2 separate regions of the Hordeum vulgare genome follow, and region 1 is linked to region 2. Evidence: chromatin contacts called from public Hi-C data. All regions are on one chromosome and are shown on one strand. Each heading gives the region's core, a stretch centred on a gene start, on an enhancer-like site or on the middle of the called end of the contact. The rest is flanking DNA. Distances are from core to core; before and after follow the strand shown.

The links. A called contact is a pair of places that touch in the nucleus more often than the background predicts.
Region 1: a Hi-C map of leaf shows a contact between it and region 2, with 3 times the contacts expected there. The contact joins the promoter of LOC123449246 here to the promoter of LOC123449244 in region 2. A contact is called at or near these places in 4 of 6 Hi-C or Micro-C datasets (leaf and seedling).

The regions. Positions count from the first base shown.
Region 1 is chr4H:521,173,470-521,176,543 of MorexV3_pseudomolecules_assembly, reverse strand. LOC123449246 (transcription factor bHLH76-like) reads left to right here and starts at 1,597. Exons shown (of 10, transcript XM_045126390.1): 1 at 1,597-1,738.
Region 2 is chr4H:520,867,865-520,870,985 of MorexV3_pseudomolecules_assembly, reverse strand. LOC123449244 (squalene monooxygenase SE1-like) reads left to right here and starts at 1,382. Exons shown (of 8, transcript XM_045126387.1): 1 at 1,382-1,929; 2 at 3,021-3,121. The coding sequence starts at 1,390.

The DNA of each region.
Region 1 (3,074 bases), core at 348-2,847, 310 kb before region 2:
GCTTTTTTTTGTCTTGGTTGACGGTATTACAGGTTGTGGAATCCAAACAGTTACCTTGAGCCATGAACAGGGTGAGAACCTCCACTTGAGCTCACCCAGTAGAGTGTTCATTTGTCTGAATTTTTGAGGTATTTCCTGAGTTCCACCAGCAGTCGAAAGTTGGATGGTTATTTTGTGCAAGTCATATGAAACTCTGATGCTTGATGTGCGCCAATCATCATTTGCTTAGACCTGTAAAGCATCTCGGTAATCTATCTTCTTTTCCCGTGGCCTATGATGGATCGAGTGAAGCATGGAGCTGTTGCTCCTCCCGCATCGCAGGGACCAAAGATTGCTCTGGTTTTCTAAGCGAGCTTTTCATTGACCACAGGGGGGGAGAAAGATAACCTTTCTGGTGTAGGCGTGCATCTTCCCGGCTTTGCCCACACATGTTGTGTTGACGATTGGCCTGGTTCATCTTGATGGTAACATTTTTAAACCATGAAATATCTGTCATGAGATTTACTCCTACTACCCTTTTGGCACTGGGCCTGTAAACCACCGTTGCTGGTCGTAGTACTCAAATGACAGCCGTACGGATCAGTCCCGGTGCCCGAGAAAGGCTCCATCTTTCTGCTCTCTTTGCTTGTGGTTTGGTGCACTGAAAAGAATGTGGGGGGAGGGAGGTCATGGGAAGAAATAGTTTACAAAACCAGCTGGGGCAAGGCATTGCGGTGTTTTACTGCCAGGACTCTACTTTTTTGTTGCTGTGATATCTTCTGTGCCTGGGACTGGGGGACTGCACAAGTTAAATTTGTTCCAGTGCTAAATCCTAACCTAACCCTTTGGTTCTCACGAATGCGTTGCTGAAACTGGCACAAAAAACCTGAAGTGCTGTCATTTTCTTTGTCTGTGTTTGGCTGCACGATTCAAAGAAAAATCCGCATCCGCGTCCGATTAGTTTTCCGTATCCATCATGAGTTATCTTGGGAAGAAGAGTGGCATGAAAGCTGGATGTGTACCGCACAAGCGACAGCGAGCCTCTACAGGATTCCGGAGAGTGAGAACAAGAATCCAATTCGCTGCCAAATACACGCCCCTGCCAGGATGCCCTGCCCTGCGCCCGCAGGCCTTCAACTTTTTGACTGTATTATTCCACGGCCACCCAGTCCACACATCTGCTGTTGCCGCCCAACAACCCAAACAACAGCAGCAGTAGAAAGGTGGCAGCCAATGAACACACACACACACACCAGATTGATTCCAAGATGACTTCAAGGGAGGTGCTTGCAAGCTAGTATACATGGACACCTGGACACCACCCCCTTTCAGCTTTGCCGGTGCTCCATACCATTGTTGCATCGTACGTGTATAGTGCTCGTTGGGGAGGGGCCCCCTTTCACAGAATGCGGGGGGCTAACCAAATTCTGCTGATTATGCAACTGGCCTTGTAGAGAAAGAAAAGGGCACTACTTCTACTATTGCTTATACTGCAGCGGAACGTCGTAAAACAAGGGCGCTGTGAAGTGAAGAAACAGTTGGTGGTGGCGCCCCTTCTCTCCTTTTATTATCTTCCCTCCTAGCCGGCCACATGTCCGCACGCCGACACTACTACTACCACCGCATGGTGAACACTGTTCACTATACCATAGGCTGGTGAGACCGTGAGAGTGACCGCAGGCAGCGCTCGCTAGCGATCAAAAGAAGAGGAGGAGCAGCGGAAGCCGCCGCCGCAGCAGCGGCTCTCACCTCCTTGCTGGTAACAACAACGTTTCTTCACCTCCATTGATGCTCTGCGTATGCTGCTGTGGCATCCTCTCCGCTGGCAAATAGTCTTGCGTTTCAGCTTTTTGGAATACCAGCGGCACATTTTGGTACTACTAGAATACTTTCTCGGGAGGGGGGGGGGGGGGGGGGGTGAGCTGCTTGCATCATTTTCCCCTCCTTCCATGAGTGCCAACCGTGTTTTTTTCAACGTGAGTACATTTCGGTCGAATGTTTTCTTCCTGCTCCCATGAGTGTCCGCTGCGTGTTTCAACAGTACGTGGGGATTTGTTTATCGCTCTCGAGAAATTACAGTACGAGAGCATTATTAGCCCAGTACTAATAAGTGGCATCAGCTTTCTCCTCTCCCTGGACGATTTCGGGGCTGCATCCTCCTAGTGTTTTTGACTCATGATATCCCCCTCGATCTACACGCTCAATGAAAGGGTGGAACTTTTAACGCCTCGGGGCCCCTTGTCCTGGCACCTTGGCTGATTCCGGCTTCTCAATTTGGATTGCCGTTCTTCTTAAGGTTGTTCTGCACTGGTGACAGCTGAGTCTCAAGGGTCCTGCAGCTGGTGTAAATCCAGCGTTTCTCTTCATATCATTCATTGTTCCCACATCAAATTCGGATGGGGGTAGGGGCAATGCTCAGTACTCACTGTATATGGTGATGAGGAAGCCTCCCCTTTTCCACTAGTAACAACCGGCTAATTTTCTGGCTTTTTGGCACTCGATCACAGACCCTAAATTTCTTCCATAGTTTGTATTTCTGTTCGAGAACATGCAGGAGATGTTGCTCTCTTTCCTGTTGTCTGGATCTGATTCTGTGGTAGCTAGTTTTTTCAGTGTCAGCTATACACTCGCATAGTTTGCATCCGCCCCGATGAACGCACTTCCGGAGTTTTCATATCGAACACATGATTTGTGTATAGACCAGTATAGATTGTGATGGGAGAAAAGAAGACTTGAATCAGTCTGGGCATCTTGGTAATGCAAAATCTAATGCTGGTGATGAAAGTTTTAAAACAATGACTGCACATATAATAATGTATCTCATGTTTGTGGTCGGCGGGACTAACATGATTTCATTTGTGTTTAAAAAAAGGTACTATTATCATAAGTCTCCCAGTGGAGTTATTCTAAAATAGCTCCACAGGTCCATGACATAAACTGAACTTTGTGCAAAAGATAAGAAAAGGCCATAAACTGAAAACTTGTATGGGATTCTCAGAAATCTTGGTGAAGGTGGGGCATAGGTTCAATTTTTGGTAGGGTTTAAACATAGATAGATCTGGCTCATTTATTGATTAGCGCCATTAACCTTATTC
Region 2 (3,121 bases), core at 133-2,632:
ATTCGTGAAGGGGTGCGTGATATGTCGGTTGTCATTCTACTAACCGACATAGATTATTACATGGAAGGATTATCTTTTTATTTAATCTACTAATTAAATCCTAACAGGCACGAAACGAAACTGTTTCGGCACGGGCGCAGACGAGGGATCTGATCGATCCAGCGTCAGGGGGTGGGGCGAGATGCTTCGTGCTGCGGCCCCCCCGCTGACTGCACGTGAGTTGGCACGGTGCCAGCCACGGACGCACGTCAGAGCTGTCGTGGTGCGTTTCTGGACCGATTCGCGTGACAGCGTGCCTTCTCCCCCTCGCATCCAGTATTCCTCTTCAACACGGCGCATGTCCATCAGTCCATGGGCTCGTCACTCGCATGATGTTTCATCGTAGTAATACATTACGAGCACCGGACATCTTTATTCTTTTTCTTTTTTGCATGGTGGGCATCTTTATTCATTACTTCATACTCCCTCCGTCATAGTTTATAAGGCATTCACGTGTATCTAAATCGTCAATTTAACTTATACGTATGAAATATATTGTTTAATATAAAAATTATATTATTAAAAAATAAAACATCTAAAGTTTTTAATGTTGTATTTTTTTGTAATATATGTCTCTCATTAAGTTGGTTAAATTGACGACCTAAATACGCGTGCTGGACTTATAAACTGAAACGAAGAAAGTAGATGCAATGCTTAAAGTATGTATTCAAGTCACGCAGCTGCTAAGAGCAACTCTAGCAGACCCCACATTCATCTGACCCGCAAAACGTGTTTGCAGTTCACGTAAAAATGTCTATGCGGGCCGACGCGCACGGACGCGGATGCAGACCTCGCATAACGGACCCGTAAAAGAGCATATTCGCGGAATATCCTTTGATGGGGGAAGCGCGAGCTGAAATGTCCCCCCACCAACCGTTTTCGTTCATATGCGGGGCACCGCAACGGCGAGGTGGAAACCCGCGAATACACGGGTTGGGACCGAGATTTTGCCGTGTCCCGCAAAAATATTTTGCGGACCGGAGCGGGATGCGGGTCTGATCGGGCAGGTTTTTTCGTCTCGACCCGCATTTTAATGGTTATTTTCCAGATCGAGACGGGATGCAGGATCTGCTAGAGATGCTCTAAGCATACCCCAAAGACGAACCCATTATACATACCATGGCGTCGTTTTCGTCCTCTTGTGTTGCTATATTATTATAATGTAAAATAAAAAATATATATAGTTTTTTTTGTAAATAAGGTACAAACCGATCGCCGAACGAATGTGACAACAAGAACAACAAAATAGTACTCCAAGAGAAGAGAACGAACATATTCCAAGAGAAAACACGAGAAAAATCCAGCGAAGCCAGCCAGGCAGAGCGGAGACAGCCAGCTACACGGACAGACATGGCGGAGAGAGCGATCTCCCTCTCCCCTCCCCCCCCCATAAAAAACGGAACAATCTCCAACTCCAAGCGGCCGCCTCTCCCTCGTCTCTCCTCTCCTCCCCCTCCCCGTCCCAAGTCCCAATCCCACCGCCTGGCACTCTCGCGGCCGGCTCCGTTTCGTCCCCGCACGCATCACCCTCGCCCCAAGAACCCACACGCAAACCCAACGAACGCCGCGCCGCGTCGAGAAATCCCCAAGGCCCAAGGGACGGCGGCCCCAGCAGGAGCAGGTCCCCATTGCGGCATGGCTGCGGCCGCCGGCGTCTGGCAGCTCGTTGGCGCCGCCGCGGCCACGCTCCTCGCGGCGGTCCTCGTCGCCGTCGCGCTGGGGCGCCAGCGCCAGCGCCGCCGCGGGGCTCCGGCCCAAGGGGTCCCCGCGCCGGAGGACGGCTGCGCGGTCGCCGACGGCCAAGGGAGCGCGGCCGTGGACGGCCCGACGGACGTCATCATCGTTGGTGCCGGGGTGGCCGGATCTGCCCTCGCCTACACGCTCGGAAAGGTGACATGTTTTTCCCTAGCCTCTCCGTCCGTCCGTCCGTCCCGCTGGTTTGGCAGGAAGTTCATGTTTCTTTTAGGCTGGAAAACTTGTGGTTCCTGTTTCTTTCAAGAAGAAACACCGAATTCGTATTTAAAAGAGAGCACAAGATTGATTTGATGAGGTGGGCGCAGGGATCAGAGTTTCCATCATGAATTCTCCCAGAGGATCAAGTATACAGAAAATCTATAAGAACAAACACCTCTCGATTCACTTCAGGAAGGCAACTGCCCACCTTTTTCGTTAAAAAGGTCATGTAACGGCTTTTGATCTGGGACAGATGCATGCAAGTCATGTGACGGCTCTTGATCTGGGGCAGATGCATGCAGGGAATAATTCTGATTTGTTCCAACTCCTGACTGTTTTATTTGCATGATTTCACCCTTTGGCTGAAAGCCAAGTCACTATCATGCAGCATCTTATTTGTCTCAACTCTAAATACGGAAAAAATCCCTTCCAAAAAGCCGTGGTACAAAATTTACCTCACTGTTTCCACGCATCAGTCAATTCTGGCTTTCTGGTGGGCATGGCACGTTTGGAGGGAAAGGAAAGAGGAGGGAAGGAACGCTGGGAGAATAATACACACAAGAAATTTGTTATTTGCCTTATTACAAAAAACATGCCAGGGCTGCCTTGCAAGTTTTGCTGAAATTACCTATTTTCTTTCTGACTGAATGAAGGAGGAAGAGTCATCTGTATTGTCTTCTCCCTTTGTCTACTCTCTTCCATGCCCTCTCGTTCAACCTGCTCCAACAGAGAGTTGATGTCCTCTTAACTTTGCACCATTAATGAAACGCCCAACTACTTTGAGGACCCACTTAATTTTATTCTGTGGCTTACAGCAACTCCGACAACGATATATCATGAATAAAGAAATGTCGAAAGAGTTATTGACCTTGAGTCTTTTTGTTTTGTTCGTAATAACTCGGCACAATGAGTGATAGTTTCATCAGGAGTAAAATGCAGTTCTGCTGCTCATCATGATCAAATGGTGCAGTACTGTTATCTTGGAGTTTTTTTTTGCTTATATCCTGCTTTATTTGTTGGTGACACAGGATGGTCGACGGGTGCATGTTATAGAGAGAGACCTGACAGAGCCCGATAGAATTGTGGGTGAATTGTTACAGCCTGGAGGCTACCTGAAATTGATGGAATT